Linked DNA regions of Mus musculus: region 1 is linked to region 2. Evidence: chromatin contacts called from public capture Hi-C data. All regions are on one chromosome and are shown on one strand. The core of a region is the stretch at or near the end of the contact, and the rest is flanking DNA. Distances in the headings are between cores, read along the strand shown.

Region 1 (4,299 bases), core at 447-2,946, 260 kb after region 2:
AAAACATAACTAAGTTGCCTTCCCAGGATCATCAGAGAGTCCCTTCTACAGCCTTTGGAAGTGACACAGTCTCTGTCATAAGTGAACCAGTGTCCTGGTTGTGCAGGAATGACGAGAACCCTTGCATCTGTCAGTTTTGTTTCTTCCAGAGCCATGCCCAAGCCCCAAGCGTCCATTTCAGGCCCCCCAGTGGACAAGTTATATTGTCTACCTATGACTTTTCATGTCCTGACTGGTCCACAAGGTCTCCAGTTCCTCCCCTGAACAAAGGGCCACACACTGGGGACCTTCTACCCTAGTCAGGCTCCAGGGGAACAGAAGTGACCTCTATGTCTCTATTAGAGTGGCAGCTCCTATCCACCAGCACCAGCTGCCCACCAGCCTCAGACAGAGCATCCTGAACCTTTATATACAGTCCACATTGAGCCATTTGCAAGCAAAATACCTAGGGCTAAGCCACCTAAGTGGAAGAGCAGATATAAATCAAAGTCCATAGTATGGAGTAAAGGGTGGGGTAAAGGAAGGTTCATGGGAGGGTGAAGGACAGCTTTTATCCAGGTAGCAAGGCAGGACCCACTGTCTATCTTAGGGAAGGAAAGCATGAGAAGGAGGAAGTGGCCCAGGGAGGGGGCAGTGGGAAGTCAGCTTGCAGCTCTGCTGTAGCCCAGCTGGGCCCCACCTATGTGCAGTGTAGGAGAGAGATCAAAGATCAATACTAGAAAACCACAGGACAGAGATGGGCTCACACAAAGGGAAAGAAACAGTCGCAGTCCTTCTGGAACCTCAAATCCAACAGCAGACTGAGGAAATGCCAGGAGTTCTCACTCTGTATATCCCACCATGAGAATCTCTCTGCATCCTTCAGTGAGAGAAAGATAGAAATACCAGAGCAGCCTATGGTGAGAGTACAGGGGGTGAGAAAGGCTTGGAAAGACACACCAAAGGTCAATATCACCTAACCTTCTCCATCACTCCGAGTCCCATTCCTGGTCCCTCGAAAGTCTGTCCACTTTGACACTCCCACCCATCCTGCCATTCTTACCATGCCCACGTGACCCATAAGCCAGTTCCGTTTGGGGGGCTGAGGGAAGCCATGGAGGTGACGATAGTTCCTATAGGCAGCATAGATCTGGATCAGAATCCGGGCCAGGATCCAGGAGGCCCCAAGCAGTAGCAGGGTCTTCCATGGGAAGGCCACCTCGGGCCCCAGTCCCAACCAGGACAGGCTCAGCTGTGACATCCTGCTGGGTGAATAAATGTGCAGTGAGTAACTGAGGTCCCGGAAAGGGACAATAATCTCAAGACACTGGACAGAGGATAGAGCAGAAAGGAGACTTGAGAACCAAGGAAATGTTGGGTGAAGAGGTACAGGAGTGGAGAAGAAGATGAATAGGGGGAGGAGGGGTATGCTGGTGAGGGGAATAACCAGAGCTAGCAAAGCAAGAAGGAGCAGAGAGATTGATTGGAGTTAATACCTCCCTAAATTATGCAAAACTAACCAGGCTTCAGTTATTCAGAAACTACTATCCCCAAGGCCAGCTGGCTCCCTGTGGCATTCTTGCTTGGTCAGCTGGCCTTCTGCCCTGGCCTGGCCTTGAGTTTTACCCTCCCTGTTCCAGGCTAGGTCCCTAAAATATAACCACCCCCAGCCTGGCACCTCCTCTCAGGAACAGGCATCTACCATACCTTCCCTCTCCTCTGGGACTCTTTTATCCCTTGCTTCTTGATGCTTGGAGGGTGGGCCATTCTATGCCAGCCAATCCCTGCCTAGCCTGGATGCCTCCTCCTTGCCTGGGAAAGTGGCCAAGATGGGGGTAGGATCAGCCTGCCGCAAAGGAGAATTGTCATAGGCTTGCAAAAACACGGACATCTGAATCTTAGGACTATGGTGAGACAAGGTTGGCTCTGGGTTATGTATTCCCAGCATCCCTGCTCCTCCAAGGGCGTGGTACACTAAGTAAAAGGGTGAACTTTGGAATCTACAAGGTTGGTGATCAGGATGTGGCCAACCTGGTTCCCAATCATCTCCTGAGCTCTTGTCGAAATGGGTTGTGAGGATGGCAGGCACCAATTTTCAGTAGAGCATTAGAAGGCTATGGGATTGGAGCCTGCCCACCAGCTGCTCAGCCTGGTGGATTTCAAGTCCAGTCTCCTCAGCAGTACTTTTAGAAGCAGAAACAAAGAATGATCCCCAGTTGGGATTTTCAGGTCCAATATTAAAGATCAAGAATGCAGTGAGATTGGGATGGTTAGAGCTGGAAAGGGCACCAAGTAGGGGAGTCCTGTAGGGTTGAGAGAGACCCTGAAGAGGTGACATCCAGGGGGAGATGAAGCTGTTCCTCTGTGTGTGTGTGTGTGTGTGTGTGTGTGTGTGTGTGTGTGTGTGTGTGTGTGTGTGCGTGCATGTACCCCTATGCCAGTGAAAGCCAGAATAGGAAATCTGCTCCCCTATAGCTGGAGTTACAGGTGGTTGTGAGCCACCTGATATGGATGGGTGAGTGAAACTGATCCTCTTGAAGAGTAGCAAACACTCTAACTGCTTAGTCATCTCTCTAGTTTCTTTCCTTCCTTCCTTCCTTCCTTCCTTCCTTCCTTCCTTCCTTCCTTCCTTCCTTCCTTCTTTCTTAGTCTTTCCCTTTCCTTTCTTTCTGATCTTTTTCAGACAGTTTCTGTGAGCAACCCTGGCTGTTCTGGAACTTGCTCTATAGATCAGGATGGCCTTGATCTCACAGAGATCTACCTGCCTCTGCTTCCCGAATTCTTGAATTAAAGACATGCACCACCACCTTCCTTTTCTTAAATAGAAAATAACGCTTTTCCAAATAGCACTTTAGTTAATATTTATTCTTCTTTATGATCGTTAATTTATGTATTTTGAGTTTGGAGACAGTGTCTAATGCTATGTTGCTAAGGATGACTTAAACTTTGAAAACTCATAATTCCAAGCCTGAGTGCTGGAGTTACAAGTGTGCTACACTATCCTCAGTCTATGTGGAACTGGAGATTAAGCCTAGGGCCCTCTTCTATGCTAGGCAAGCACTGTATAAACTGGGCTACAACCCCATCCTTCTAACTTATCTTTTACAAGAGCTCAGAGGAGAACAAGCACCTCCAGGGACAGTGGACAGGAGTAGGGACTACTTGGGCTGGGGACAGAGCAGAGAGGGGAAGGAATACTCAAAGAAATGCAAGGGAAGGGATGAGAGGGGAAGAGAAGACAGTTCTGTGGAGGAGGAGGAGGAGGAGGAGGAGGAGGAGGAGGAGGAGGAGGAGGAGGAGGAAAGCTAGTCTGGGAAGACATGGAGGAGAAGAGAGACTTATTAAAGTTCAAACCTATCTAAATCATATGGGCATGACCAGTGACTCAGTTGCCTAGAAATAGCCTGGACCACGTGCTCCCTGAAGCTATAATATTCTTAAGAAGTACGTGCCCCATCCTGAGCCCTTTCCTATAGCCCCACCACCAGCAGCTTGGTAACTTCTCCCATGTTCCCCACAGTCTCTTCTCTCTTCTTTAGGGTCTTTGCCCCTGGCTCCTGATCTGGATGGGTTTATGAGGGGCTGGATTAGATTGGAGCAGCCAATTGATTTCAGATCTAGCTGCTTGCTCTGGGCCCGGGAAAGTGGCCAATATGTGGTGGTAGGGCTGGGCTTGTTTACAGATAAGGTATCTCAGGGCTGTAAAGCACTTGATCTTTAGAACTTGGGCACTTCTTTCTGGGATGATGGGCAAGAATGGGGATGTGAGCAGGGGTTATTCTGAGTCACCACATGTCCAGAAGCTATGCCCTTCTAAAGACAGGATACGCTAGGAAAAAGAACTTGAATTTTAGAGGCCAGAAGATCAGGACTAGATTAAGCCTGGCCCCAGAGCAGCTTGCAAGGTAGAAGGGTGGCATGCAACATTTCTCACTATGGAACTAAGGTTCTGTGATGCTCCTGCTCAATAGCCTTGCAGCCTGGGAAAATTCATGCTCTCTCTGTGAGGCTTAGAGTCTAAACACAGTGGCACAGGAATAAACGAAACAGCCCTGCTAGAGAGTACTCAGGTCAGACTGCAAAGATAAGGAGCTTGGCTGTGAGAACACAGCTGAGGCTGTGCTGGTCTGCTGGGCAAGGGGTAGAGCAATGAGACGTGTAAGGTGGAACTGGGTGTTGAGGAGATGAGGTTCACTCAGGAGAGGACAGAACCAGGGGACATGGAGTGAGTCCTCTTCCCACCCCATCTTTCTTTGACTGCCCAGCTTTCTTGATTGCAGTCCTCACAGCTGGGAAGTGCGCTGTCCATTGGGGAGGAGA
Region 2 (4,591 bases), core at 2,065-4,564:
CCTTACCAACCATATGTCCCAGGTCCAATTCTTTGTTCCGGGAAATAAGAACCCAGAAATCTGAGCAGGTGGGTTTTAGTCTCTAATCCGAATGTGTAATACTTCAGTCCTCTGGGTGTTACTAGGTGAGGTCCTTGGCAAAGCTTCCAATCCACAACTTCTACAGGTAAGTTTTGTACCCTGTTAGTAAACAGTTGCCTTTGGAATAGAATGTCTACCAATCATATTCACACAAAAAAAGAACCTCTCCTTGGTCTCTCTTAAAAACAAAGCACTTTCTCTTTATTGTTTGAGAATTTAATATGTATATACATATGTATTTTCAAAAAGCCACCTACATTCTCTTCCCTCCAATTTCTCCCCTATACCTCCCCCAGTTTCTCCTCTCATATAGTTTTCTTTAAACCCACTGAGCCTGCTTAATTTTGGTTGTAAATGCAGAGGTGTAGTGCAATCTACTATGGTACATGGGTAGACTTTTAGGACCCCATTTCTGAAGAAAATGGACTTTCTCTTTCACAGTGGTCTTCAACTGCCAATAGCTTCTTGGCTAAGGGGTGGGAGTCTGTAGGTCCCTCCCCCATCTGTAGGTCCCACCCCCATCTGTTAAGATTATTGTTCTTGTGCACGAGGTCATGGTTGATGTGAAGTCATATGTACAACAGTAGTTCTGTAAACAAAGTTGGTTGCCCTGTTAATCCCACCAGGTGAGAATAAGAAACTACCACGATTTTGAGCCAAATTTAAAGCAAGTTTGGTTTTATTGGGGTGCACCCAAGAGCAAGATACTTTGTAGAGTAATGGATATTTGAGGGTTCTAGATGTTCCTTTTCCTGTCCTGAACAGACTTTGAAATTGGGAGGATGCTTAGAATTGGGGTGATGAATGTACAGAGAGTAGAGAAATATGGACCTGTGGGTCCCTGAAGCTGTGATACAGCTGCCTGAGTAATTTTTAAAACAAGCCCAGGTCCGCCTGTCACTATCTGCTGTGGGACATGTTGGTCTGTGGGTGGAACGGAGGTTCCATTTTTCTGGAGAGGATTGGGAATAACAATAATACTAATATAAGGAAATAACACAGTGCCTCAATTATATTAATAATTTATAAGAAAATAGTATTTCCTTAAGAACTCTTATTAGTAGTTCAATGTGAAAGACTATATGTGTTTGTATGTATGAGTATATGTTGACTGTGTGCATTTGTGTGGATATGTGTGTTATATGTGCGTGAGGGGAGGTAATTGTGTATAGCTCTGGGGAGATTTTATGTGTGTTGTGTGTGTGTGCTGTGTGTGTGTGTGGACTAGAATTGTCCACACGGGGCTGTGTGTATCACTGGAGCTGCTGTTGGAGCCTTCTGGCCTTGTTCCTAGTCCAGGTTTTTGCAGTGCAATCTCCACATTCCACATGAACACTATCTTTGGAGTAGTTCATGTTAGTGGCTTTTTAAAAAGTGTGTTACTGTTTTCCGCTTATCCAGCTAGCTCCCAAAGAAGTGAGACTGGACTATTGCAATTTATTAAACTTTAAGGGCAGAACAACTGAGCAGTATTACTCTATTTTAATCCTCTAAGCTACTCTGGCTACTTCCTAGCCCACATCCCTGAGATGCTCGAATCTTATGGCTTTCTCTGCTCCAGCTGTTTTCTTGTGGTCTCTCCTGGATTCTTTCCCTGTGACTAATTCTCATTTTTTTCTCTCTCCTGCCCCATTTCCTGGAAGGAAGTCCTGCCCTATCCTCTCCCCTGACCAGTTATTCATCAGATTTTATTGACAAATCGGGGAATAATTCAGGAGCAATGTTTTTACAACATTGAGACAGGAGATAGTTAGAATACAGACTGCAACCAGATATGGGGGCATAGAAATCAAGATTGAATTACACAGCGCACAGTAACATGCCTACACATTCCAAATTCTAAGGGGGTAGGTATGGGCAGATAAACGTCCATGTTCCTTTGGTCTGGGTGGGATGCCTAAGAAGCATGCTCAGTACTGTGTCTCCAAGAGCCCCATCTTCCATCAAGCTGAGCCCCAACGATCATGGTGCACACCTCCCTCAGCAAGCAGCTTTTGACTCCTGTCTCCTCTTCCCATTCCAGTTCTTCACAGTGCTGCTGTTGTTTCTTGGGATTGCCTTCCAAAGAGATGCATGGCAGTTGAGAGTTGAGTCTTAGGGTCACCTCCAAAAGAAGAGTTTGACCTCTGGGGAACACAAAATAAAACACATGTCAGCAAGCTCCAGCATCCTCACCTCTTCATGGCCACGTTGTTGAGGAGTGTGAGGCCCAGATGGTCAGCTCAGTTGCTCAAGGTCATAGGACTGGTGAATGGCAGAGCCTCACTTTGTCTGGGGCTCTCTGATGCCAAGCCTGAGCTTTCATTAAAGGCTGCTGAGGGTTAGGGGATGCACAAGGGATGGTTGAAGTTAGCATATTCCTGATGTGTAGCAAAGGAACTAAGACTCTTACCTCTGCCTGGTTATGTCTTCATTCTTTCACAAAAGTAATGGAAAGCACAGTCTAAGTGCTGGCCACAGCTGGTCAAATAGGAAAGGCATGGTCTGCATGTGCATCTTCATACTAAAGTACATTGATGTCTCACAAGCAGACATGTGGTCTTTTACTAGGCACCAAGGTTGATGATATACAGCTTTTTAAAAAATGTATAATAACCAATGTACAGAATAGTAAACATTATTTTAAATGCTGTCCATTTTTCACAGAAGAACAAGAAGGGCCCTGACCTGTTCTGCCTGGATCCCATCTGCTGCTAGCCCATCTTAGCCTTGCTCTCACATACCTTCCCTCCTCACTCCATATCCTAGCCCAGCCCAGCCCAGCCCAGCCCAGCCCAGCCCAGCCCAGCCCAGCCCAGCCCAGCCCTAGCTGTGTTCTTCTAGCTGGGCTATTGATCCCTGGAATCTGACCTGGGAAATCACTTGTTGAACAGCTTCTTAAAGAAACATGTCTACTAAGACCCGGTGTTGCATGGAGGTAGGGTTTGACTGCTGCCTGACTGCAGCTAGACAGAAATTCAAGAGTCTCCCAGTTCTGCACCAAGAAATCCTACAGGCCTTCCACCCATACAAACTTGCATAGAAGCTCTAGAGAAATTTAGGGATATGCCTGGCCTTGGTCTCCTGGAACCTGAAGTCCCAAGTTAATGATTTTTAAAAACACAATATATCTTGTCTTTGGAAGGGCAGGAGGGGCAATAAAGGTGGGGTTCAATGTCGCCTTTGGCCATACCAGTCTTATCTCCTCCCTCATGTGGGAGGAGTTAAGTCCTGAGGATCTCTTTTCCATGCTCAGTGTGACCCTGACTTGGTTTCACTGTGCAGCTGGCTTACTAAACCTCCTTTCTTGGCCTCATGCCCAGGCCAGGAGGAAACTGTCAGATCTGGGAAGGTTTGGCTGGCACACATGAGCCCAGCCTTCCATTGCTTCCTTTAGGCACTTATCCAAAGAGGCCCCAGAAGAAAGAGATTGAGGTGCTGCAGAAGAATCGCCACTCCTGAGAGAAGGTGCCAAGCTAGGGAAAGTGGAGCTCCAGGGTACTATCCTGGTTTGAGAGAGCCCTGATCATGTCTGGTGTGGTGTTGGGGAGCCAGAAGCAGGATGATCACAGTGATCAAGCTTGTCCTGGAGACACTGTGGTTTCTGGGTAACAACTCCAGGAAAGCTTGGTCTCATGCATGCAGTTTGGGACACTCTTCATATTCTTATTTCTGTCATCTGCCTCTTGTTCTGCTCTTTATACCTCATCTCACTGCCTCTCTCCTACATTGGGTTTCCACTACCACCTGATTTGACATCGGGGTCCATAGTCCCCACGCTGTCCGTTGTTACAGGGTGCCCTTGTCAATTCCCTGAGGTTCAGGAACTCACATTCTACCATCTATCTCATAGGATGCGATATCTGGACTTATCCTGGCTAGGACTGGGGCCCATGTCAGCCTCACCGTGGCTACTCTTTTTCTTGGTTGGGATTTCCTGGTTCTTGGCCCGGTTCCTCACGCAGCTATACACTTTGTATGCAAAGTGTCAACGTCTCTGTGGTTTCCCTCAGCCACCCAAGAAGAATTGGTTTTGGGGTCACCTGGGCATGGTGAGTATGTTAACAGGATGAGTCTGGATTATGAGGGTGCAGGGACCTCCCAGTGGTCAAGGAGTTTGTTAGAAGGATGTCCCGGGATGTGGGTATGAGGTATATGGACAGAAAGTCGGGGATTAGGTGGGCTAGGGGCTGGGGTGCGAGGGTGCAGAGATCCTCATGGATATGGGAATTGAGGATAGAATGGGTTAGGGTCTTTGGGTGCTACATTTCAAACTCTTTTCAGATTTCTGTTTTTCTATTCCCAGTCTACTCTGGGTTGATTTCTAGCCTCTTTTGCTGTTTCTGGTACACACTGAAGGGCTCCCAGAATGGGCTTCATAGATCCAAGACCCCTCACATTCATTCTGCTGCTTAGGCCTCCTGAAGGGTTCTGGTTTAGAGTCAGCTTCCTGTCTGGTCCATTTCTTTCTGCTAGTCTATCTTTGGGTTTCTGCTTTATTCCAGAAGGGATTTTTATGCCCTTCTCATAC

Evidence for each region. Capture Hi-C pulls out chosen DNA fragments and counts their contacts.
Region 1: a capture Hi-C map of macrophages shows a contact between it and region 2, with 2.8 times the contacts expected there. The contact joins the promoter of Cyp4f14 here to the promoter of Cyp4f40 in region 2. A contact is called at or near these places in 6 of 39 promoter capture datasets (the 3T3-L1 cell line, the HPC-7 cell line, frontonasal cranial neural crest and 3 more), 1 of 484 Hi-C or Micro-C datasets (nephron progenitors), 1 of 115 datasets of contacts at active chromatin or transcription factors (intestinal villus epithelium) and 5 of 9 other capture datasets (adipose tissue, embryonic stem cells, liver and 2 more).

The regions. Positions count from the first base shown.
Region 1 is chr17:32,915,646-32,919,944 of GRCm38.p6, forward strand. Cyp4f14 (cytochrome P450, family 4, subfamily f, polypeptide 14) reads right to left here and starts at 1,697. Exons shown (of 13, transcript NM_001204335.1): 1 at 1,500-1,697; 2 at 1,043-1,244. The coding sequence starts at 1,240.
Region 2 is chr17:32,655,572-32,660,162 of GRCm38.p6, forward strand. It overlaps Cyp4f40 (cytochrome P450, family 4, subfamily f, polypeptide 40), which reads left to right and starts at 3,315. Exons shown (of 13, transcript NM_001368735.1): 1 at 3,315-3,528; 2 at 3,914-4,112. The coding sequence starts at 3,915.